2 separate regions of the Mus musculus genome follow, and region 2 is linked to region 1. A link is a contact called in public promoter capture Hi-C data. All regions are on one chromosome and are shown on one strand. Each heading gives the region's core, a stretch centred on a gene start, on an enhancer-like site or on the middle of the called end of the contact. The rest is flanking DNA. Distances are from core to core; before and after follow the strand shown.

Region 1 (5,367 bases), core at 1,585-4,084:
CAGGCAGCTTGAGTCTTTTGTTAAAAATTGTGTTTAAGACTGGGGTGCGGTTCAGTGGGCACAGCCTGTTTGCCACCCTGAATTCTTTTCCAAGCCCTGGGAAAAAAATAGCACCTGCAATCAATTCGTATATTTCTATTACTAGTTAGACATTTAAAGAGAACCGACAGGGTTCACCTTCCTCGACAACTGATTTCTAATTGTTTAAAAAAATTCATTTTACCTCTTTTATACGTGCATGCACATATCCCTGCGTGATTGTGGCGATCAGAGGGCAAGGCATGAGAATTGATTTCTCTACTTCTATCATGTTGGGCCTAGGGATGGAACTCGGGCTGTCTGGCTTGGCAGCAGGGGTTTTTCTTGCTGAACCATCTGGTCTCTGTGTGCTCTTTTAAAAAACTTTTAAAAACATTTTTATGACTTACTCTCCTGAGTAAATGAACTTGTTAAAAAATGTGTTGACTTCATTTTAAAAACTTGGTGAGGCTGAAGAACATTTCTTGACCTACATAGATGATTACAGACGATATAAAACTATCCCTTCCCATGCAACGTCTTTGTTAAAATGGTAGGGAAAAAAGACACCAATGGCAATGAAATAACAACAGTAACTAATGTCAAATGATATTATTTAGTTTAGGATCACATTTCACGTCTATAATTTTGTTACTAGTACAATTAAGGAACAGGCACACTCAAAGATTTCATGGCTGGAAATGATTAACCTTTTGTCTGAACCTATCAAGTATCACTCACATGTCAAGAACACATTGAAAATAATGCAGACCTTACTTATGCCAGCAAGAAGAGACTCGGAAAGTATACATTTCAGAAAAGATTCACTATATTCTGCGAATCACAGCAACTTTAACCTGAGCCGTCATTTTCTGACTTATCTAGGCCTTCGTTTCTGGTTCTCCCTGTTTTTGCATTACTGAGATGTAAGAATGATTCATTGCATGCGTTGCCACGGAAAACGGGTGTAGGGAAGGCATATAAAATAACCACGTTTTGGAGGAGGCGCTCACTTGGGGGTGGGGGCGATAACAGAAACGCAATATTCCGGTTTAGCTGTATCAAAAGTAGAACCTTCCATGAGCATTATGGAGGGAACTCTCTCAAAATCTAAGACCACAAAACCCTGAAAGGGCCCCACCAGCAGCAGGTGCCTTGGCTCTTCAGTGACTTGCTTTTTGCTGCATTGCTACCGGGCCGCAGAGTGGCTGTCCCCATACCTGAAAAGTGTGCTGACAGAGAGTTGTAGGTTTGGTGACAGTGACGAACTATGTTGATTGCGGGAGCTGAATCCCCAGGGGAGCTTGTCACCTTGGGTGAAGAATAACAGGCATGATCTAGGATATTTCTGGAGGAAAACATGCCAGGCTTCACATTGGGGGAAACTTTGGGAAACAGAAACGGGAATCCCTCTCCTTTGAGATCCCGCATGCACGACAGGGATGGTGAAGCAGACCAGTCTCTTATTATTTTTCCATCCTGGGGGAGTGACACAAACGCTGTGGATTAGGAACACCGGAAATTAGGAGTCTGGGGCGTGGGAAAGCCGAATGGGGGCAGGGTGGGCAGGTAAACAGCGTCTGGAGCGGCTGTCTTGTCTTAGAGCGGTTGGAAGCCGAGGGTACCCTTGCGGGACCGACGGCATCTCCGCAGAAGTGGAGGAAGAAGGCCGGCTGGGGGGTGGTCACCGCGGGGACCCCGGGCGGCGGCGAGGCACCGTGGCGCAGTTCCCAGCCCGTGCCTCACCGAGCCAACCCGTTCCACACCCGAGTCGCCCCGGGGGACCCCGCTTCCCTGGCTGCGGCAGCCGCAGCGCCGCGGGCCGAGGCGATCCCCCTCCCCCGGGGCTCGGGCTCGGCTGGGCCGCAGCGCGCCGCTTCCAGCGGGGTCGGGGGGCGGGGCGCGCCGCCATTTTGGATCCGGACGGTCCGCGAGCCTCCGCCTGCGCGCCGCGGCGCCGGGAGCGGCCTCGGGGAGCCTAGGGCGCGGGCGCGGGCGGCGCGGGCGCGAGCGGCGCGGGCGGGAGGGCGGGCGGGGGAGGCGGGCAGAGGAGGAAGGGAGTGGTTGGGAGCCGGGCTGCGGCAGCCTCAGGTCTCCTCAGCGGCGGCAGCGCCCCCTCCTCCCGCGCCTCAGCCGCCTGCGTCCGTCGGGAAAGATGCCCTCAGCCCAAGGCTGGGAAGAAGGGACTCGAGTCGCCGCCCGAACCGCGGCTGCCGCCCGCGTCCTCTGAATTCGTCAGCGCAGCCCCTCGCCGAGGGGCGGCGGCGGCGGCGGCCGCAGGGCGCGAGCGGGAGCCCGGGCGCTGCGCCCGGCGGCACGGCGCGGCCCGCCAGCGGCCTCCGGCATGGAGCGGGCTCGCGCGGCCAAGTAGCCGCCGCCCCCGGAGCCCGGCGCGAGAGCCGCCCGCAGCCCGCCTCATCCCGGCTGCGCCGCCGGCCAGGCCCCGGGAGAAGCCGGGAGGAAGATGACGCGTCCTCGCCGCAGTCCGCTGGAAGCAAGACTCGCTGCAAAGCCCTAGGAAGAAAGAGCTCGGAGCGGAGGCTCGGCGTGCTCCGAGCCGAGCCGGGAGAACTGCTCCGGCAGCTGCCCTCCCTTTGCCGCGGAGGACTCGCCCAGGCGCTATCCGAGTGGAGGTTGGGAGCATTTGCAGAATTTTTGGCTTTCCCTCCCCCTCCATACGTTGCCCCCTCCTCCTTTTTCAATTTTTCTTCTTCCCGGGAAGTGAATTGCTGATGCCAAGGGGACTTTATTCATTAATGATGCAACTGGATTCGTTTCAGGATTATGTTGCACGAATTGAATTTTGAATGAAGGAGTTTTTTTTTTTTTTTTTAAGGAGTGTTGACTCTTTAGTTCGTTGTACTTTTAATTATTATTTTATTTAAATGTACAATTTAATTGTATTATTCTCTTAAAATATTAAATCTATATTTTATGGAAACTCACCCTCAAGATATATATGTTTATGGGTGAAATTGGAGACGCTTCCGTTAAGTGAGGTGACTGGTGTATTGGATGTTTAATTCAGCACCGGCATTGCATGACAGTTGTTGAAATAACAAGTGGTTTATTTTTAAAAACCACATCTTTAAACTTTTAGGTTCAGATAGTAACAGTAGACATCGTAAGGGCATTTAAAAGAAAACCAGCAGAAATCGAAGCAAACATGTCCGGAGAAGTGCGTTTGAGGCAGTTGGAGCAGTTTATTTTAGATGGGCCAGCTCAGACCAATGGGCAGTGCTTCAGTGTGGAGACGCTACTGGACATCCTCATCTGTCTTTACGATGAATGCAATAATTCTCCATTGAGAAGAGAGAAGAACATTCTTGAATATCTAGAATGGGGTAAGTTTTCTTCTAATGCGTTGCTGGGCGTGAGCATTATTAACTATAGTGAAAATGATGTGTATAGCCTTAACAACAGAACAAACGCCTATTAGTCAAGACTTCTCTCTCCTAGTTTTTCTTAACTGTTTGCCAGGGCAAAGCGGTGCCACTTAGTTGTTGCCTGGTTGTTTGGCCTTGCTGTTTGTGAACTCACTGCGTCTGGGGGGGGGGGGGGGCGGGCAGCAGCAGGAGCTTCAGAAGGAAGGCTGGGATTGGCAGAATTGGATTATTGAGCACAGTTGTCACAACCGTTCAGTGGGAGGGTATTTGTTGGTTGGAACATTCCTTCCCAGTCTTTGAAAATCACAGGAGATTTGAGGAGATGCTGAAGTCCCTGTGTTAATTTTAGGACAACAGGAATGTGGAGGTGGTGATCAGGGGGTTTAGTCTCATCTCTGGATAGCACTGGCAAAGGAAAGTACTAAACATGGACTTTCCAAAAATCACTAGGTTCCTGAGAAATAATAGAAATTATGTGTATGTGTGTGTGTAAAAAGATGTAGTTGGAGGATGTTTGGAGGCAGCTCCACCTGCCTTAGATTTTATTCTAAATTGAATTTGTGTCTATACTGGCTAGATGTGACCCAGGTGACCTATAGTAGTGGACTAGATCAGTGATGCGGGCAAACTCTGCATGTGACCTTCAAGGCTTGTCTGAACTCCAGGAGCCTCTGATGTCACTCACTCGTGTGAGGGAAGTCTGACATCCAGCAGTGGCCATCACTGCCCAGGCTGGTAGAGAGTGGTACCATAGCTCTGGAAGGATTTAGGCCATTTAGAATTTTGAGCTGTTGAAATACTTTTAGCTAGCTAAATGATTTTTATATCGACGATCTTTATTCCCAAGTAAACCTTAATTTTTCTGAAGTAAAAAATTTAAGTGGCCGTTGTTGTTTCTGTTTTCAAATTCATTCAAAATTTGTTTCTCAAGTCAACTCCCACTTTAAGAATGCTAACATGAAGCAATTTGAATTCTCCAGTTTTCCAGTATTAGATGAGTGATTGCTAGTAGCACGATGTTTCAGGGTTTAAAAGAAAATGTACAAATGTGCATGGGATGATTTCACAAAGCAGTTTGCCATCAGCGTGCTGGGAATGTAAGGAATCTTAAATCAGTTGTCAGGCAACTTCTCGCTTGAGAGTAGGTAATTTTTATGTTGGCACTGACTTTGCATTTACCTGCCTTTTTATGTGCAGGATACAATATTTTATGAAGCATATGGAATCTTACACCCTGTGTTTCATAAACTTAGGAATTCTGTGGTGTTTCTTTTTTTGAAGACTTAAAAGGTTTCAGTACTTTTAGAGTTGGAATTTGAGTCCTTCAGTTACAGCTTCATAGTGATACTGTAGTCTGTGATTATGATTGTCATTTAATATCCTTTTCATTTGCAAAACGGTAGGAGAACTCTTTGTACATAGCAGTGGCAAATATAATTTAAAATAGTGTATTATATAAGTGAAAATGCATTTTCATGGCTTCCTGATGTGTGGTAGTTTTATGCTATGGGGTATTTTGCCATCTTATTAAAATAATCTCTGTATCTTCCATTTAGCATCCTTTCTTGGATTTTTTTTCTCTGTTTATGAAGACACTTTGCAAACACATACATACATATTTACTTATACTAAAAAGTAAAACAAAGATCAAGTGTTTGGCTACATTCACTATGTTTTTTTATTTTTTCAGAGAGAGGGTTTTATGTCACTCTTGAAGTTTCTGTGTAACTGAGACTGGCCTTGAACCTTGGCCCATCCCCCTCTATCTTTACAGTGCTGGCAGTATTGTGCATTACCATGTGCAGATTATATAGTGCTGGGAATTCAGTTCAATCCCCAGTCCAAAATCATCTTTATTCTTATTAATAATTTCATGTCTTACCTTTTTAGTTGTCTGATATATGGTATGATGAGACTCTACAGTCTCATAAACCATTACTGGTGCTTTTAAAAGGCTTATTTT
Region 2 (5,367 bases), core at 1,255-3,754, 2.1 Mb after region 1:
TGCTCTTAAATTATTCAAAATCAGCCTACAAAGAATTACTGTAGACTGCGCAAACTCCTCAGACCTGGGGGGAATGTTCTGTATTTACACCACTGGGAAAACGTCAGTGTGATTTCTCTATCTCTACAGCTAGTAAGAAATATGGCAAGAAAACAGCTTTCAAAGCATTAGTTATATTTCGCTAGAAGCTAGAACTTCTAAGTCCAGACATAACTTACTGAGACAGTGTATGATTTAAGTTTTACTAAATACTTCAAACTTGAATATATTTTGTTCACAAGCTTTCAAATAGCTTTGATCAAATGTTAAAATACCCTGCTTTATTTTGTCCTTTTAATGTTTTAAGAAAATTATTGCAAGTCTGAAAAAAAAAAACCAAAAAACTACTAACTACTAACTTGTTGGGCAAGACCTATATAGCATTATGTCACTAAAGTACAATCAACAGTATGTAATATTACCTGACAGAACAGTCATGTTTTTTAACAGTTCCTGAATTTTCAAGGCCACCAGTAGCTTAGCAAAAATGCACAAAAATATAACAGGTTTCTCAACTTGCATTTTACAAAGATTAATCTTGATTTCTATGCCATTAATTACTTTTTAAACATTTGAAATAAGTTGTATGAAATCACCCAGGAAAAGGGGTCACTTGGCAAAAATCTAACACTAACATAAAGATCTGTCACCCAGAATCAGAAAAATTCATAGTAAGCTTAAGTAAACACAGCACAAAAATATACTTAAAATTGTAACGGGTCTGTGTTCAACCCTGATTTTTTTTTTTTTTTTTGAGGAGGGGGATATAAAAGCTAAAGTTTCAAACAGAAATAAGGGGGGAAATTCCAATGACAAGATTTTCAGGCCAAAGAGAAGGAATTTGAAGATATTATTCAAATCTCATTTCATTACATTATAAAGGTCTTGGCAACCGTCGGCCATTAATCTTTAACACAAAGGAGATTCAAATCCAAATGAACTGAAAGACTATCTCGGGAGGGAGGAAGAAACGGAGGAATTTACTTCATCCACAATTGTTTAACCTAAAAGGGAGGCCTTTAAGGATGAGTACGCAAAATGCATCAGCCTTCAGTCTACGAGGTCCTATTTCTCACTAAGTCTTGCACCAATCCAAAAGCGGGAGGTTATGGACACAAAACAACCTTAGGAAAGGCTTGGGGTGGGTGGTCGCCAATGAGTGACACACCACATCATGGTTTATTCTCCTACACAACTGGAGAGACAAAAATTAAAAAACATCACACCATATGTTTCACCGTATCAATCAAAAAGCATTTCACCACGGTACATCCAAGACTTTCCTTTGGGGCTGAAAAATAAATAAATAATTGTATTGATTACAGAGGAAGGGAAACGCGGCCGCTTCTGCTGCAATGCAACACAGGCTGCTACGAACCGGAGAGAAGGGCTTTCCAAACAAAACCCTCCCCCGCCCGGGCTTACAAACCTCAACCAACTTATCCCAGCCTCACACTGTCCCCCGCCAGAGGAAACCTAGTAAATGCTCTCCCTTCCCCCACCATCGAGAAATGTTCACCTTTCCCCGCTCCTCCGCTTTACCCCTACCAGAGGCACTTTATTCCCCGCAGAGATTTCAAACCTTCCAAACTTTCCTCCCCACCCCCCTTTTAATTAAACACTAGAGCTTTGTACTAAAAGTGCAGAGAATTTTTACAGATGTACGGAAAATACCTGTTTCTCGGCAACGAGCACGCTACGACTACCGAGCCCCTCCCCATCTCCTGGGTTTCGTTAACCCAGGCTGGGGGAGGGAGGGAGGGAGCTGGCATATTGAATTGAGGAAGGGAAATCCTGGGTAAAAGAAGAGCATCGGAGGGGGACACCGGGAGGAGCCCCCTCCCCCAAATCAGAGCGGCTGGGCAGGGCAGCTGGACCGGAGAAACCCGAAGGGACAAAAGGGAGCGAGAAAGAGCCGGGAGAGCCGAGCCGGCGCCGCGGGCCGGGGCAGGCGGGTCCGCGCAGAGCGGTCGCGGCGCCGCGGCACAATGGCTGGCGGCCCGCGCGCCCCTCACCTCATGGTGCCGGCGGCGCCGAGGCTTCCCCGGCGCGGGAGCCGCCGAGCGGAGGGTCTCTTCTCAGGCGGGGAGGCGGACGCCGCGGGGACGCGCGAGCAGAGGCGGCTCCGGCTCCGGCGGCCGGGCTACACCATCTCCGCGCGCAGAGGCGAGGCGCCGGCCCGCCGAGCGCGAGCGACCACGGGCTGGGGACGGGGCACGGGGCCGAGGCGCCGAGCGGGTCCCCGGCGGCCGCCGCCTCCTCCGCCTGCGTCGCCGCCTCCTCCCCGCCGAGCCTCGTCCGCCGCTTCAGACGGGAGCCGCCGGGGCCGCGCGCCCGTCCGTCCGTCCGTCCGTCCGCCCGCCCGCCGCTCCAGAGGCCGCTCCGAGCGCGCCGCCGTCACCGCCGCCGCCGAGGCCGTGAGGAACCGGCAGCTGCTGCAGCCGCGGGAGGAGAGCCGGGCTCGCCGCGGGGCGCCGGGGGCGGGGCGGCGGAGGAGCACGCAGGCGCCGCCCTCCTCCCGCCGCCCCCGCCGCTCCCGCTTCGCCCGCTCCCCTCCCCCTCCCTCCCGGGGCGAGGGGCGTTGCGCACGAGGGGGCTGCGGGGCGGCGGCCGAGGCGAGGCGGCGGTGCGGCCACGGCCCTTTGTTGCCGCCCACCCGGCTCCGCGCCCCCCGCGGTCGGAGGGGGGCTCGGCGCCCGCTCTGCCCTTGACCGCGCTCTCCTGCCGCGGCCTTCCCGCAGCCCGGAGGCTGAGGTGAGGAGCGAACCGCGGTGGGGGGGTTGGGGGGGGCGTGACGAGCCGGGCGCGATCGCGGAGAGGACCAGGGCGCGCGGGCCGGCATCCCCCTCTGCGCGTCCCCGCCGCGATGTGATTCCCTCCCACCCACCCCCACCCGTGGGATGTAGGCGGGATGTAGGAGAGTTCCGAACACGCAAAACGTGGCCATCGTCGTCCCCCGGATTCCCGAGGACCCCCGAGCGTGCTGGACCTGGGGATCCGGCCGACGCGCGCACAGTACTGGGATGACTGCACAAACACACGCGCGCATAAACGCGCACACACACACACACACAGCTAACGCATCGGTGTCGGGAAACGCGGTGGCCCGAGGCACGCGGAACCCTGTGCAGCCGCGAGAGACGCAGCCCGTGGAACCCTTTCTGTCGTCACCAGCTGAAAGGGAATCCCGGCCGGGGGCGGGGAGGGATGGAAACTGAGGATAATTTTAAATGCTCTGTCTTTCACCTAGTCTGGAGCTCACCTCCTTGAGAAGGTAGATAGAAAATACTAACGCAGCGAATGGTTTAGTCAGATGGTGCAGGAGGCCTCTGAGAAGCCCGAATTTGGGGCGGGGGGTGTAGAATGAAAAACAGCAAATCCAATGATCTAATAAAATTTTTTAAAAACTGAGAGCCCGCTTTCGTGCGCAGTATACAGATGCCTAGACTAGGTTAGAAAGGGTTTTTGCAGCTACCCGATTTCTATTACATCCAAAATGGAGGACCTAGCAATACTGCAGGAATCCATTCAAAAGTTTGATGTTCCATATAAAATGAGCTGCGGTTCTAAAGATACTTATGAAAGCTGGCATTCTGGGCACTTTCAAATGACAAGCTAACGTATCCTATCCATCCTTGGTCAATGCCTGAATTGTCTGGAGAACAGTTTAACCTGTTTTAACTATGAAAAGCCTCCTGGTTTCAGAGCTCAACAAAGGCGGTTTGCTTTTTGGAAGGAAGCCCTGCAAGAAGCAGTGACCTAGAGCTGTGGCACAGGACCAGGGTGGCCTCGGGTAGTAAAAAGCACGGTGCCTCTGCTCTAAACATGGTGTACTTGAAGAACACTAATTTCCACCCACATAGCTAATTACAGCTTGCCATCACAGAGCATTTTATTCAAGGATCTCCAAGGACTGAAGAGAAAACAGCCCTGTCAGCCAAATGTCCTTGTTGCCCATATTACGAGAAGAGACAGAAATATACATCTCAAACAACCTCGTGTGTTATTAGTACAATAGCCGTGATTAGAAAAACATCTCAGCTCTGAGGTGCACTGCCTTTGTATAAAGGGCATCTGTATAAAATGCTTGCACCTCAAGTATTCAACAAGTTAACTAATGTCTAGAAAGAGGAAAAAAAGCACTAATGCCTATTGAATCTTCTTGGGGAAAGAATTAAGACACATTCAGCCAGAAGTCACCCCAGCTCTCCTTAGTTCATTCATACCAATATAGTAAGTACAACAGAGCTTAGGTTTCAGATAAAAGCCTTACCACCACCAGAAGAGGTGGAGATACTGCTGTAATGACTCAAACTATCTCTTGTCAGAGACAAGAAACACCAATAAAAATTCCTTGCGAATGACATCATAACCTGCTTCTCATTTTTGCTAGCTAATCCCATCCTGATCTAACGAAATCACCATCATCTTTATGCTAACAGCTGATGTCCCCATGGTATGAGTACCAAATTAAGTGATCCAAGAGGAAAATGCTATTCTTGTTTTCTGTGTTTATTAAAAATGTACCAGCCAAGAATGTTGGCTGCCTACACCCATTTCCATTCTTTTTAATGGCAGCTTGCCAGCTCACAAGTTGGTCACACCATTGCCTTCGGATTTAGATCTTGCATTGGCCAGCCTGACCTCCAAAGGTCATTTTGTGGAAAGACGGTTTGTTCGCTCTAACAAAATGTTACTTCTTGTTCATATTTGGTCTAACATTGAAAGGACAAAATGGAAACTTGAGCTAGAAACAAGACTAATTCTGGTCACGTGGGAAACTTCAATGGACTGTGTTACTATATAGAATGAAAGAATTTTAGAGGGGAGATATCTTAAGTCATTCAGTCATTTAGAAGAAGAATGTGAAATCGGATAGGTTAAGTAACTTGCCCATTGCCTCATAGTGCCTTTGTAGTAGAACTGAAACTCAAACCCAGGATTTCCATCTCTTGGTACCTTGTTGTTCCTCCCACATCATACTGACTTCCCACAGCTGATTCTCTCCTCATAAACCTAAACTTTTGCTTAAAAATAAAGTTGGCGTGACTGAATCATTGAAGTCTTTGAAATGATCTCAGCTCCATACTATACTCGAACACAGTGCCAGGACCAACACGTAGGGACCTGATGTTTGAAAGGTGAATGGAAGAATGAATCAGTGAGTGAATAGACAGCTCCCCTAAGATATGGAAGACACTATTCAGAAGAAATGCATGTGTGTGTTGTGCACATGCATGTGCTAGGGATCTAACCCTGCTTTCACATGCTAAGCTAGGTGTTCTCAACCACTAGCTACGTTCCCACCTCGAACTTCCTTCCTAACAC

Evidence for each region. Promoter capture Hi-C pulls out the DNA fragments that hold promoters and counts their contacts.
Region 2: a contact with region 1 is called in a promoter capture Hi-C map of the C10 cell line, with 4 times the contacts expected there. The contact joins the promoter of Enah here to the promoter of Cdc42bpa in region 1.

Annotation. Positions count from the first base shown.
Region 1 is chr1:179,957,926-179,963,292 of GRCm38.p6, forward strand. Cdc42bpa (CDC42 binding protein kinase alpha) reads left to right here and starts at 2,835. Exons shown (of 37, transcript NM_001359541.1): 1 at 2,835-3,362. The coding sequence starts at 3,185.
Region 2 is chr1:182,017,476-182,022,842 of GRCm38.p6, forward strand. Enah (ENAH actin regulator) reads right to left here and starts at 2,505. Exons shown (of 15, transcript NM_010135.3): 1 at 2,055-2,505. The coding sequence starts at 2,059.